Linked DNA regions of Sus scrofa: region 1 is linked to region 2. A link is a contact called in public promoter capture Hi-C data. All regions are on one chromosome and are shown on one strand. Each heading gives the region's core, a stretch centred on a gene start, on an enhancer-like site or on the middle of the called end of the contact. The rest is flanking DNA. Distances are from core to core; before and after follow the strand shown. Region 1 overlaps SEC22C (SEC22 homolog C, vesicle trafficking protein). Region 2 holds the start of VIPR1 (vasoactive intestinal peptide receptor 1).

Evidence for each region. Promoter capture Hi-C pulls out the DNA fragments that hold promoters and counts their contacts.
Region 1: a contact with region 2 is called in a promoter capture Hi-C map of liver, with 4 times the contacts expected there. The contact joins the enhancer-like site here to the promoter of VIPR1 in region 2. A contact is called at or near these places in 1 of 5 promoter capture datasets (liver), 12 of 47 Hi-C or Micro-C datasets (alveolar macrophages, embryonic fibroblasts, epiblast stem cells and 5 more) and 1 of 2 datasets of contacts at active chromatin or transcription factors (skeletal muscle).

What each region holds. Positions count from the first base shown.
Region 1 is chr13:26,080,196-26,087,613 of Sscrofa11.1, reverse strand. It overlaps SEC22C (SEC22 homolog C, vesicle trafficking protein), which reads left to right. Exons shown (of 7, transcript NM_001243553.1): 7 at 1-405. The coding sequence ends at 50. Among named protein-coding and RNA genes, the nearest start is that of SEC22C, 23 kb to the left of the region's middle. Within about 2 kb of position 5,768, at least 8 of the 83 cell types and tissues checked have an H3K27ac peak or open chromatin away from gene starts, as enhancers often do. A contact at or near this core is called in liver and skeletal muscle, where this site is marked.
Region 2 is chr13:26,031,265-26,038,764 of Sscrofa11.1, reverse strand. It overlaps VIPR1 (vasoactive intestinal peptide receptor 1), which reads right to left and starts at 2,155. Exons shown (of 13, transcript NM_214036.1): 1 at 1,922-2,155. The coding sequence starts at 1,999.

The DNA.
Region 1 (7,418 bases), core at 4,519-7,018, 45 kb before region 2:
AGATACTGACGAGGCAGCTTCAGGAGAAGCAGTCTGACTGTGGAGTGTGAGGATGACATTGTGGGATGAACAGATCCGTTGATTTCCTTATGAGGGTCATCAGTGTTTCCCTTTCTGCTTCTTGACTTCACCTCAAGTTTCCATCCTTGAAGTTCCTTTCGACTAAAGCAGACTGCCACCGAGAATTGGGGATTTTTCACAGGTGCAGTTGAAAGCATGAGGTTGTTTGACACCCAGTCCTGGTTTTGTCCTGAGTGTTACTGCGGAATCTCCAGTTCAGCTCGTTTACTTTGGACAGCAGAATCGGGGGCTCATTCAGAAGGAGCATTAGTGGAAGACCAAAATGGAATTATTTTGGTCTTTTAAATCGAATGATGCAATAAACCACTAGATTCAATAACACTAGTTTTAGTAATTAGCAGTTGTCTCCGAGGAACCACTTAAAAATCTGTATCAGCTTTTCAATCTAAGTGTGACTTGGTCAGTTTTTTAGAGGATCAGTACAGGGTGAATTAAAAACTTTAAAAAGTGGTTTATAATGATAAGCTAGATAAATTCTGTTTACATTTTTGATAACTTAGATCTGATATGATACCTTTAAAATATTTATATTTTGGATATAAATTGAACTTATCTTCATTTGGGGTAAGGACAAATTTGAGCTGAGAAAATAGTTAAGAAAGCTGAATTTAATTTATTTATAACTTTTTGTGGTGGTGGGACTGTAGGGGTACAGAAATGTTTTGTATTTATTTGCAGGGTTTCTGAATATTTTAAAAATTGGGTCACCAGTACTACTGGATCATAAGCTTTTAAGCATGAGCAGAAATGAGAATTTCAGGATTTCTTGCAGTTGGCCACAAACTGGAGCAGGTGAGTCTCACAGATTCACACAGTGGCACTTTGAAGTCACAGGTGGCAGAGGCTGCTGCCATCAGCCTTGTATGTGGTGGCCAAGTGCCTGTCATTTCAATGATGTCATTTAACACTTGCCCCTGTGTACTTGTTCTCAGAACTCCCAAATACTCCTGCACACATTTCCCAATCATCTTAATTAGATTAAGGGCCTTGGGGGAGTGCACCCATCATGGCACAGCAGAAACAAATCTGACTAGTATCCTAGAGGATGCAGGTTCAATCCCTGGACTCACTCAGGGGGTTATGGATCTGGCATTGCCCTGAACTATGGTGTAGGTCACAGATGTGGCTTGGATCTGGCGTTGCTTCGACTGTGAGGTCAGCAGCTGAAGCTCCAATTTGACCCCTAGCCTGGGAACCTCCATATGCCGTGGGTGTGCCCTCCCCCACAAAAAAAAAGATTAAGGGCCTTCTTTCTTTCTTTCTTTCTTTTTTTTTTTTTTAACAAACAAAAGTTAAGTGTGTGTTTTTTTTTTGTTTTTTTTTTTTTTTAATTTTCTTGCTGTACCCACAGCATGTGGAAGTTCCCAAGCCAGGGATTGAAAACAAGCACAGCTGCAGCTGTGGAAATGCTGGATCCTTTAACCCACTGTGCCAGGGTGCGGGATCAGTCCTGCACCTCTGCAGCCACTGGAGCTGCTGCAGTTGGATTCATAACCCATTTCACCACAGTGGGAACTCCAGTGTGTTACCTTTTTTAAAGCTTTATAAAGATATAATTAACCCTGTGCTCTGAAAAGTTACTTTTCTTTCTCTCATTGTCAAAATATCGACTGATCATAGTTTTCCAAAATTTCTCTCTGAATATGATCTCTTAGGTGTCTGGAAATTTCAGCCTGGGTTGTGCAGTACATTCAGGAGGCCGTTTTGGGGGTCTTTGGATTGTTCTTGGTAGAAGTCTGAAATAGCTCCACCACAATTGCATAGAATACTCTGGGTTGAATCATGTGGTCTTGATACATTAAAAAATGCTCTTTGGTAGTTTTTAAATGTCAAAAGCCACTGTAAGAGTTACTGAGTAGATGTTAAAAGCCAGGATGTCGTTTTTGGGGATTCACTTGTACTTGGTCATTACTGGTGGTGCATGGTAATTGAGCTACTTTGGTGTCACTTTAAAGGAAAACAAGATCCTGTGACTGTGAACTGTGTTGGGAAAATGTTGCCATGGTAATTTTATTTTCTTATAATAGAATTTCCTATTTTTAATCGAAGTATCTGGATGTGAAAGTTACATTGGCAGCATCCTCAGATGTAAACTTCAGAGTCATCTTTTCACTGATTTTGCATCTGCATAATTGCCTGTATACCCAGCAGGTTTTCTGAGACATAATTTTGAAAATATATTGAAATAGAAGCTAAGGAGGGGATACAAATCCTTTTGTATTAGAATCGCACACAAAAGCCTTTAAAAGTTGGTTAGAACTGCTTACAAGCCTGTGTACTATTGGTGCTGCCATGTAGCCCTGGACCCCTGATCCTGTGATCCATAGTCAGCAAGTAGTGAAGCCCATTTCTTGTAGAGGAGCCCATCCTAGTGAATGCCTTCTGTCCTTGCGGAGAAGTTATCCACACTTAGATGAGTGAGGCATCAGTTAACATCTACACAGGTTTGAGATTTACTTTTGACAACAAAAGGGAAAAGACGCACTTGACAAACGGTACAAAATAATGACCACATAAACATTATTTAACTGAAATCCAGCTAAGAGAAGTCTCAGCTCACCCAATGATATAGGAAAGGCATTCTGGAGATTTTATCCAAGGGAAGTCCTAGGCACAAGCTTTGGTTCGGGCCTGGAGTTTTGTAGCACCCTGTGCCATCCTTAATGCTAGAAAGTTGAGTCCATGTTATAGGAATTACCCTCGCTCTGCCAGAGACCTTTTCTATTTGTTCGAGCACCTTTGTCTTCTTAGTGGTTGCCCAGCTGACTTCACAGGGTTAGATCCAGGGAGATATGGGGTAATGCTGGAAAAACCTTATTAAGTGCCTTTTGCTGTCAGATGTGGCAAGATCTCAAGCATCAGCATGTGTGACGCCCCATGTGCTGTATCTGGGCGGGGATGTAGCTCAGTGCTTTCTGGCAGTTGCCCAGCCAAAGGGTCGAAGCACAAGGGTTCCCTTTCTGAAAGTGCGGTAATGAGGGAACCATGTAGACTCTGCTTTCCCTTCCCCAGGTGCGCCTGACTGTGATGAGTACCATGCGTGGCTTTCTTTTCCTGGGTGGGGGCATATTGGGGTGGGATTTCTTTCAGCTTGTATTCATCTGGGAGTCAAGGCTCAACACTTTGAAAGTTCTTCAAGGGGTGGGGAAGAGGGTTTGGGGAGGAGAGCTGAAATTAGAACATTTAACATCATTTCTACCAACCCTACCTTGAGTTTCCTGTTCTTTTCCTAGGTGCCCCTGTTCAGGTCTCCCTTGACTCTTTTCACTCTATACTTCAGTCCTAGGGACAGAGGCTGAAGCTGGAGTCTCTGCAGGGATGAGGAAGCCACCTTTTATTGTAATGTCCAGGGTTGGCCCAGGAACTTCAGAGAGAGAGAGCAGATTGCACAAGGCCTGGCCCTAACCCTGGGCACCTCCAGGAGCCCTGGTGCACAGCACAGCTAGATGTTTGGGGCACGGGAAGCAGGGGTTAGGTGGGGAGGGGAGCTGGGGTCTGGCTATCTGCTGCTGCAAGACAGCAGCTGCTTCTTGGCATGTGGGCTGTGTATCGCACCTTCATTCAGGGCTGCTGTTTGCTGTTCCTTGAAGGAGTGGGCTGCTGTAACATGCAGGACAGGTGGCCCTCAGAGAACAGTGCAGCACAGGTGAGGACCTGTGGGGAGGGAATGTTTACAGCAACCAGATATGCAGGCAGACCCCTGCCCCAACATTACTCACATTCCAGGTGATTCTATACAGAATCCTTCCTGCCCAGGCAGAGGGAAGCCCTGTGTGCACCGTGAGTGTTAACAATGGTGGGAGAGAGAGTAGATGTGCCTTTGAGAGATGAGAGGGGAAGGAGGGCCCAGTGCCCAGTCAGTCTGAGGCCTGGAGGCTCTTCGCCTTGATCCAGTGCCACCATGAGTAAGTTGCTGCCTTCGGCCCCAATGATCTCTCCTGGGAAATAGTGGTGACGTCCTCCTGCTCCCCTGGCATACTGTCAGGAGGGTAAAAGTGGTAGTGGGAGGGGATGCTGGGTGAATCCCCCATTTGTGTGTAGGAGAAGGGAGCCTTTGAGTTCCATCACCCAACACATTGAGGATGTGCATGCTTCAGGCAGCTCAGTGTGTCTTCTGGCCTTTACAAAAAGGGTGTTAATAATGCTGCAATGTAAATGGCCTCATGCTTTCACTCCAAAAACATAGTGGCCTCTCTTCCTCCCCCTGGACCTGCCTCCTGCCTTGTAGGCACAGAGCCCTCGGTACCTGTGGTGTTGGGTCCTCCAGGATCCAGGGAGGCCAGTTCTGCTGGTTGGACCAAACTTCATGGCCCGTCAGAAGACCCAAATGAGAAGAGCTCTGATTCTCCCATCTGTGGAGCAGTGATGTCAAAATTCTGTTGCTCGGGAAACATCATTGGCAGAGAACCTGTGAAAAGAGGCTTGTCAGTAAAATCTGGGAATGACCGGATATGGAAACATCTGCCCTTGTGTACCGATGGCAGAGCTGTTGCCCACAAGCGCTTTTTATTTAGGGTAAAATTATCAAATCCATTCTGTTCCTCTACCCTGTGCTTGGTACACATGACCTTCTTTAACCCTTATATGATTCTGGGGGTGGTTTCAGAAGTGATGTGACTCCCAGGATTCCATTTTGTTTAATGGACTTTTCTACTAAGGGCATAAAAGATTGAGGCTGATTTAGCCAGGGCAAAACCATTTACTTTCATGTATTCATTTTGAATGCTTGCTGTCCATATTATATAAGCTTCTTACTGTTTTCGTGTAATAACAAAGATCTATTTTGAGTAAATGATGAGTACATTTTAACAAAATTTTACACAGTAGTAAAGCCAAATTGTGTTAATGTAGGTAAAGAATGTTGTATAGCCATTTATATACTATGTATATATAAATTCAATGAGGTGGCTTCAGGAGTGGGAGGAGAATAAATCTAAGGTGCTTATTGACTTGTGTGTTTGTGTGGAAAATTCTGAGTTGGGGGTCCATTTTCCCGGGTGGAGTGATGTGGGCCTGGCACTGGACAGGGGAGGCATAATGTGAGAGAAAGCAAATTCAGGTTCTCTTGTCCAGTGAGGTCTAGACAGGTGCAAGGGCTCAAATAGTCTTCGGCACTAATCCCCAGACTTCGGAATGCAATCATGGGTCTAGAAAAGCCCTGAGAAAAACCAAAATAGCAATCTCGGTGCTGCCTTGGGGGTTGAGAGGAATGCCTTCGATGGAAGCTTAGCTCCTGCCGGGCTCTGTGCCCTGGGCATAGTGCCCTGGGCAGGCACTATGCCCTGCTCTGGTCTCAGCTCTCCAAGCTCTGAGGGTGATGTAGTTTTCCTTTTTCAGGATCAGCCCTGTCAGGAAGAGGCCACCAGGGGGCACAACATCAGGTTCCCAACCCAGGGGATTGTACTGTTTCAAGGTCGTTCCTTCAGCAGTTGATAAAATTTCCAGAAAGGAAGCAAATGCACCAACCTCTCCTGACCATGCTCTAACCACACTGGGGACCGCACAGCTCCAAGCTTCTCTTCACTACCTGTTCAGAGTGAAGATCTTTTGGAGGAGGGCAAAGACTTCCGAAATAAGCATCTGAATTATGAGTTCTGGGATTGGGGAATTGGCTGAGCCTTATATGCTATCTGGTTCAACCCCTTTATTGCTCAAGTGGGGAAACTGAGGTCTGTCCCAGGTAGCCAGTGACAGTGTAGCCCAGAGCTCTGTCCCATGGGCTGAGAACAAGGTGCCATCTACCACTTGGCAGCACCCACAAAGAATAAAAAGGGATCTTGGCTCATGAAGGGTGCCCTTTGTGTGCCAGGATGGCTGGGTGCCAGTTCAGGCTGGTGAATTGCCTTTCTTTTTCTTGGACTCTACCTGCTCTGGGTCCAGGTACCAGAAGTGCTGCCTCACAGCTGCCTGGCACCCTTGGGCAGTGCCAGCAGAGGAGTGAGGTTCAGACAGCAAGGGGCCTACCTGAGTGTGCCTGACTCTGCTGAGTCAGCTCTAAGATGTCCCTGGATCAAATGTGCAGGGAAAAAAATTCATTGAAGAACACGAAGGAGAGAATCTGTGACCTAGGATGCAGAAGTGCTTCTTCAAAATGTCACAGGCACAGCCCTTAAGGCAAAATGATCAATGTGATGACATACAAATATGGACTTCATGGGCCAAATTAAAAGTGTAGGAGAAGATATTTACAAGGTCTGAAGCTAGGATTAATATACAAGCAATTTCTTAAGTCAGAAAGAAGGACAGCAATTTCAATAGAAAAATGAGCAGAAAAGAAGAGAAAGCCCAGAAAGCTACTAAGCATATGAAGATGCTTAAAATCATTACAGAGAAATACATATTAAAATAATAGTAAACTATTCACAACCATGTCCATGAGTTTAGCAAAACTTAGCTGTGTGGTACAAAGTACTGGAATGAGAGTGGGGATAGAGGACTTCATGTACAGCTACTATAACCAACCTCAAGAGCAGAGCTACTGTTATGGGTTGACTTGTGTCCTCCCTAAATTCATATGTTGAAATCCTAACCCCCAGTACATCAAAGTGTGACTGTATTTGGAGATAGGGTCTTTAAAGAGGTAAATAACGTTTAAAAAAAAAATGCCAGGGAGTTCCCATTGTGGCTCAGTAGTTAATGAACCCGACTGGTATCCATGAGGACATGGGTTCGATCCCTGGCCTTGCTCAGTGGGTTAAGGATCTGGTGTTACCATGGGCTATGGTGTAGGTTGCAGATGTGGCTCAGATCCCGCCATGCTGTGGCTGTGCCGTGGGCTGGCAGCTGCAGCTCTGATTCAAACCCTAGCCTGGTAATTTCCATATGCCGTGGGTGTGGCCCTAAAAAGACAGGAAAAAAAAAAAAAAGAGAGATTAGGATACAGACACATACAGAAGAGGACTGTGGGAAAGCACAAGGAGAAGGTGGCCCTCTACAAGCCAAGAAGAAAGGTCTCAGAAGAAACCAGCCCTACTGGCACCCTGATCTTCAACTTCTAGCCTCCAGAAAAGTGAGAAAATAAATTTCTGTTCTTCAATTCACCCAGCCTGTGGAACTTTGTCATGGTGGCCCTAACAAACTAACACAGCTGCCTACCCGACTTTAGTATGTACACATCTCATGATATGGAAACTTCACTCCTAGTTATGTCCCTGGGAGATTCTTACACAGATCCTTAAGGGGACATGTTTGAAGATAAATGTTTACTGAAGCATTATTTGTGTTGGCAGAAAGCAATCTGTGTGTCTACCATGGACAGATAAAGCATGCAGGCTCACCATGGAACAGCAGGCAACAGGCAGAAGTACCAGAGTTAGATGTAACATAGCAGCCTGGAT
Region 2 (7,500 bases), core at 906-3,405:
CAAGTGGTGGCTGGTGGGGAGGAAGGAGAAGTAGAGAGGGAAATGGGGCCTCCTCATTCTAGCCTGCCCTCACCCATTCCTGGGCGAGTCCCTTCTCCTCCCTCTGTGGGCCCAGCCCAGCACTGAACTGTAGGGGATGTGGGAGGGTGAGAGACCTTAGCCCTTGATCCCATGGGATGGTCAGAAGATCCCAGCCTGGGAGATGAGTAGGGTTGAAGGGGTGGGGTCAAAGTGGGGAGGGCTGAGTGGGGTGGAGCAATCAGGGAAGGCAGTCTGGAGGAGGTGCTGGAGTTGAGAACTAATGAATGAGATGCGGAAAGACAGGGGAGCATTGGAGGAGCCAGGCTTAAACTGTCTCAGGAGGTAGGGGGCAGATGCTGCCTAGCATGAGAGGGAGTCCCACTGAAACCACTCTGTCCCTGGGCTGAGAAGCTTCCATGGAGGGGGAACAGGGTACCAGTAGTGATCCCAAGAGCCTTGATTCATCCAAAGAGAATTTGAAGGGTTGGAACCCGGGGTGGGAGAGCCAGAGGGTTGCTGGTGAGGCCTGGAGGCTCTGTGACCCTGAGAGGCTGTAAGTGGTACCAGAGCTGTGGCCTCAGGGCCAGAATTTGGTGGAGGTTTGAATGCCCAGGAGGTGGGTCTCACCTCTGCTGTCAGTGGGAGGAGGGAGGGATCCTGCCAATTGCCATAAGGTCTGCTCCCAGGACTGGCATCCCATCTCCAGGACAGCTGCCTATCCCCAGGCTGTGCAAGACATTAGCTAGATGGAAACAGAGATTCCTGTCTTGGTGGAGTTGATGGGAACAGAGGTAATCATGGGACAGAATAGACTAAATGACCAATATATTTCACCCACCTACCAGCCAGCCTGGAGTTTAGTGTCAGACCTGGAAACAAGTTTTAGGTCCTGCCCAAGCACCAGCCCCAGATTTCCTCAAGTCATGGGGTAGGGTTAGAGAGAAATCAACCTCAGTCCTCGTCTGATGGGTCAGGGACAGGTGTGGCTCTGGTATCTTTGGGCTTCACTTTACCCATCTGTAAAATGGGCTTTGGTAGCCTTCATGTCTTCCCTGATCTTGCAAGAAGGTAACCCATGCATCTACCGCCTCAATCAGAATCTGCCCTGCAGCCCAGGTGAGCCATCCTCAGACACACACATGGGCACAGCATACACAGGGCATGCTGGGAACACATGCACTAGGGGCACACACACACACACCCATATGGGGATGAAGCACAAGTGGGAGAAAGAGGGTGGCCACTGCTTGTTGACTGCTCCCTGCTCCGCTTTCCCCAGGCACATGTCTGGCCCTCCCTGGTAAACACACCTCAAACCCTCACTGCCCACCACCTTCGACCTTGGGCTTCATACCTTTCAGCTTCGCTCAGAGGGAGGGTAAAGGAAGGGTCTCCCTGCCAGCCATCTGATCCCCAAAACCCCTTCCCAGGACCCAGAGCTGAAGGCTCTGGGTCTGCTGCTGAGACGTCACTCCTACAAGTAGCTTAATGCCCCACAGACGCGTCCAGACGGGCACAGCACACAACCATGACACTTAGAGCCTCCCTCTCACCGTCTACCAAGCCTTCCGTTTCAATGGACCACAGTCCCCAACCCTGAATCCAGTGACCTTCCCACCCCACAGCCTCTGCACGAAAGGCGAGTTAGGAGCTGCACTTGCCCGCCGTCCCTCCACCGGCGTCCTAGAGGCCCGCTCCTGGCTGCGCTGGAAGGGAATCGGTGTGACTGAGACCCCACCCTTCCCTCGGGTCTAGGTCGGGTCTGGGGCGCGCAGGAGGGGAGACAGCGTGCTCCGCGCCCCTTATCCCGTCCACACAGACGTGAGCACACGGCCGGGCTCCCGTCACCCTCGTTCCACCCCCAGCTGCTGGGACTCCGGGTGGCCCGGCGGACACTCACCACGGGGCCGAGGACACAGGCGAGGACGCCGGCCAGCACGCAGAACCAGCCGGCCGGCGGCGGGCTCAGGGGGCGCATGGTCTGCTGCGAGCCTGCGGCGGGCGGCGCCGCGCCAGTAATGGGCGAGCGACGGGGGCGGGCGGCGCACCACGCGGCGGACGGTGGGGAGCCTGACTGAGCTGCGCTGCCGCGGTAGCCCCAACGCTAAGAGGCGCCGCTGGGGCGGGGGCGGGCTCCGGGGGCTCGTCTGACGGGCGGCGGGTCCAGCCAATGGCTTGGCAGAAGTGGGGCGGCCGCGCAGGTGTGGGGCGGGACCGGGGGCACTCCAGCGAGCAGGGAGTCCCTGCGCTCCCGCCGCTAGTCCCACACGTCAGTCCTCAGTCGCGAGGGGTGGACAGGCCTTTGTCCCCTCGGACTGCATCTCCAGGAGTCCCGAGACCCCAGCACACCCCAGCCTTCCCTGCTGGGCTCACGACGTTTCGGAGAGCCTGGCTGACTGGAAACACCCCCTCAGCCCCACCTAAGGGCGCTCGGCTCGTACACCTCACGCCTTCGGAACCATCTCCTCCAGAAGGCCTCCCCGCCACTCTCCCCATTTTCCACTTCCTGCCTCATAGGGCTAGTGCAGGAGGGCCGGACCACGAAACTTGTTACTTCTTATCCACTAGTCTGAGGGCTGCAGCCCGCGTAGGGTCCTAGGCTACAAGTGCCCCAGGTAGTGGGGCTCACTGTTTGATCCATTTTCAATCGACCCAACCTCCCCGCGCCAGAGAGGCCAGGCGAGGGGAAGCCAGGGCGCGAGTGAGACCCGATTCTTGGTTCCATGGTGCCTCCCCTGAGCCCTGGCAACGTGGCAGGGCGTGCTCGGCACGGGCTGAGCTCCTGGACCTTTCACGGCGAGGAATGGGGGTCGTGCTTCAGGGAGGGTGGTGCGTCCGCGCCCTCCCTTGTCTCAGCCTTAGCACCTCTGGAGGGAGGCAGGGCCGAAGTTCCAGCGCCCCCACGCGGGGAGGGAAGGTTTGTTCCTGCGCTCGGGCCCAGACTCCGACCTAAAACAACCTCCTCCTGCTTTACCGATTTTACAGTCTGGGAAACTGAGGTACAGAGAAAGGCCCGGATCAGGGCCGCCTGCCTCTAATGTCTCGCTTCCAGGGCTCAGCAGGGACCTCGGGCCAGCCTGCCTCTACCTCGCATTCTCAGGAATTGGTTTATTGTCTTTAGAATGAGGGCGTATTCTTGTGAACCAAATGCAGGTGGCTGCTTGACCGTCTTTCCGAGGGTTCAAAAGGGTGCAGTCGAGGCTGGAGGTGGCTGTGGGGATAGGGTGGCTGGTTGGTGACTGTTACGGGGGAGTGGGGAGGGCGGTGTTCAGTGAAGAGGCAGAGAGGGCTGAGCGTCCCTGGGCGTCTTTGGATGTGTGTGGCTGCTTGAAGGAGGTTCTATTGCTGACCGGCAGGTGCGTCAGAGTTCCTTGCGGACCCACCCAGGTTTCCCGCACTCCAGCGCGGGGCATTCGGGCGGCTGATCTGGGATTGCTTGGAGTTATGGAGAGACGCGGAAAAGTCAGGAAGGCAGGAACGCCCAGCTCCTCTTTGATTTTGGCTTATTTGGGGTGCTAGTATTTGCTCTCTACTTTCCCGTCCTCCCATCTCCCTTTTCTTTTTTCCTTCCATCCTTCCTCGCTCCCTCCCTTTCTTTCCTTTCCTCCTTCCTTCCTCCCACCCTCCATCCCTCCTTTCCTTGAACATTCATTAATAGTTTGCCGTATGCCTGGCTCTCTGCTGTGCCCTGGGGCATGGGGATGGATAAGACATTAACATCTCTTGCTTGAGGAGGACCTGGGAAGCTACTGTATTCCCCTAAATTTCCAGTTCCTTCCAGTTACAATCAGTGAGTCTGGTCATAAGCCCTTCCCCAGACAGGCGAACTGTGGAGATACCTTTGCCCTGGCCATTCTGGAGTTTGGAGTCAACTCCTGAGGGGAGGAATTGTTTGAAGAATCACCAGCCATCTCCTCAGCAGTTCCACTTCTGGAGACCAGGTTAGGCTCAGAGCTCCTTGCCTCTCCCCGTGACCCTGCCAGTACCCCTTCTCAAGCCTCAGTTCTCTAGCAGGGCCGTGGCATTTTGTCCTCATTCTGGAGAGTCACCTCTGCTGGCACAGTGCCCTAGGAATCCTATATATGAATGGCAGATCCATGGGCTTTGGCTCTCATAAACTCTTGTCCACTCTACACACACACACACACACACACACACACACACACACACACACACACCCCTAACCAGCTGCAGAATGCTGAAATCCCACCGTTAAAGCATGTCCTTTGGCCCTTTGAAGTTCTCCTCTCTCTGAGGACAGGTACTTGAGAATGTATTGAGGGGGGTGAGGACTGGGGACTAGTGGGGAGCCAGACCTCACTTTACTAAGTGACCCTCAGCCAGGCCCAGCAGGTGGCAGATGGGGGAGGGGTGGGAATCTTAAGGCTCCTAGCTGGGGGGGGGGGCTGCCTCTCCTCTTATTCTAGAGGGTGTCCATGAGAAACCCCCTCCTTGGTTTGAGGGCTATATGGGTAGACTGGTGACAGTGAAAGTGGCTGGTAGGGCTCCTGGATGCCCTTGCAGCTCCCAGGCTTCCAGGAAGGAAGCAGGTGACTGAGGAAACAGTTTCCATGCAGATTCTTTGCAAAGAAAATGACTTCTTTGTTCTTTCAGAATTGTTCTCCTAGGAGACTCACCCTCCCTTTCCTATCAAAAGGTACAGAACAACTTCAGAAGTAAAATAAGGAGCAGGAAAAAGAAAGTAGTAAAAACAAACAAAAAACTAAAAAATTCAGCCAAGAGTAAGTTTGACTTTATGTTGGCCAATTGTTCCCACATATCCACTTCTATGTCCTGAGGCCCTTGTGTGTGGGGTCACACATGAGTTTTGTAGGATCCAATGAGAAAGCCATCCTTTCACTTGTCTGATGATCTGTGAAGGCTTCTGGAGTTGCGGGGGGAGGGGGGGAATACCAGAAGCAGGAGGTTTTATGGGAGGGACAGGGGGCGCTGAGATAGGCTACCTGATAGGGCGGGAAGCAGTAACTCGGATCTCTGTTCCCCATCCCCCCCACCCTGTCCATAGCCCAAGTCCCTGTGGAGTTGGCCTTTGCCTCATCAGTCCAGGTTTGGGGAGGAGGCCACATCCACCCCCTCTTGTTCCCCTGTGTCCTCTTGCTTGGAGTCATCCAGGGTATTCTGCCCTGAGGTCTTTTCTCTTGGATCTCTGGAACCAGTCCGAAGCCCCACCTCCCGCTGGATGCGGGAACCACAGGGGTGCAGAAGGTGGTGGTGGGGGGAGAGGCAAACACTTACCTTCCCCCGCGATGACAGGCACAGCAGGAAAGAATCTTCAGTTACTCATTTGGAGCCTGCCTGACTTCCTGGCTTCCTGCCTCATCCCTGCAGTGGGTGCCACCCTTGCCTCCCCCAGTCCTTCACCCACCTCCCTGAGTCGTGCACTCACAGCTTCAAGGCTCCCAGCTCAGGAACTTCAGATGGTGAGGTCTGCAGTGGGGTGGGAAGGGTAGCTGTGGAGTTAGCATCACTGGAAATTTATTGGATGGCAGGGGGACCTGGTGAAAGACAAAGGAGGAGAAATCAGGACCCTGCAGGGAAAAACCTCAAGACTGTGATGCAGCTCTGACTGTGAGGGCAGAGCAAAGATGGCACACAGACACCTTAGTAACCCTGCCATGCTCAGTCAGTGGCCGGGGGCCTCATGGGAAGAACGTCCTCAAACGCTGTGATGGATCCTGAGGGCTATACTGCTAGAGGCTGTCAGCTCACCGCATTCCCCACAGTGGAATGGCAGATTCTTTCTTGACGGGAGATCCACGTGATGCATGTCTGTGACTACCGCAGAGGGGAAACTGAGGCATGGAAAATGAAGGCAGTAGGAGAGTTCCTGCTCCAGGATATAGAGGAAGAGAAGACTTAGGTCCTAGCCTTGGGGAAATGCCTCTCCTGGGCATAGACAAGGACGACTTGAGAAAGAATACCTTTCCCCAGAATCTCAGGGCTCAGTTTGGTCCAGGAGGTCAGCAGTGTGTCATCAGGCAGCTTGGCATGGGGCTCATGGTGCACAGTCTGGGAGACTGGAGGGGAGGCCTCCCTGCATGTCCCTGCCAGTTTACTCCCTAATAGCACTCACAGTCTCTTGGCCAAATGCTTACTGCCGCGCGCGCGTGTGCGTGTGTATGTGTGTGTGTGTGTCCGTCTGTGTAATGGGAGCACGTGAGTGTGTGTCCTTATCTATGGGCAAGAGTCAGGACAGACATCTGCTTCCAGCTGGGGTCTGAGAGCAGGGCTTGGCCAGTGTGTACTAGAAGGAGGTCGAGTTGGGGGCAAGGCTCTGGGTGGTTGCAGCAGAGAATGAGTCTCAGAGTGAGTGCCTAAGACCCTCGCTCCGGAGCTCCTTCCTGGAGCAGGGGACTGCATGGGGATTGGGGCACTTTCACGTCAGCAGGGTGCTCAGACTAAGTCCACAGAAGATTGAAGTTCCCACATTCACATCCCCACTCCTAGTCCTGAGTTCCTGTGAATCAATGTGTAGCTGACCTTGGATAGAGATTCTGGAAAAGTAAGATAATGTCAGTGGGACAAAACAAACCTGGGGCTTAAGTAACGTAATTGATGCCATCAGAGATTAGTGTGTGTGTTAAAAATTTAAGGCTATCAACTGAAAAAAAATGGAAGTCTCTGTGGAACTCCCAAGCAACTAAAAGAAGGAAAAATAAAACAGAGAAAACTCCATCACGCCAATAAATAATTGTATTTCTGGAGGGGACTGGAGACAAGAATACATGATACATAGAAACATAAAATCAGATATTAGAAATAATGACAAACATTAATCATCACAGTAAATGTAAAGAGAGGAGAATTTAAGATGGGAAATTTAAGAGGAATAGGTCATATCATTTGAACATTCAATCTATCAAGAATATGAAACATCATAAACATTTATGCATCTAATGATAGAGCCTTAAGATATATAAAAAAGGATGAACTGTCAAATCTATAGTCCGAATGGAAGACTTGAACACCCTTCCTTCAGGAATTCCATTCAGCTGTCAAAAGAAATCAACTAGAGCTGCATTTCCTAGAAGGGATAGATATCTCAAAATATGGTATTGAGCAGGCAAAGCAGGTTGCAGAATAAGATGTACCATACAAAATAAGAACTTAAAACCTGCAAACAATACTATATAACTTTTATAGATACAATAATATGTATAAATTAAAAATGACCAGGAAAGATAAATGTCCAAATGATAAATGTTTTCTCTTTGTAAGGCGAGGGAGGGGAAAGGGGAAAGGAAACTATACTAGTTTTCTCTTGCTGTGTTACAAATTGCCACAAACTTTGCAGCTTAAGCAACACCCATTTATTATCTCACATTTTGTGTAGGTCAGAAATCTGGAGATGGTCTAGATAGGTCCTCTGTGGAGATCAAAATGTTGATTCTCCACTCTCCAATCTCAGCAGCCAAGCTAATTATTATTATTGTTTTTAATTTTTTTAATTAAAAAAAT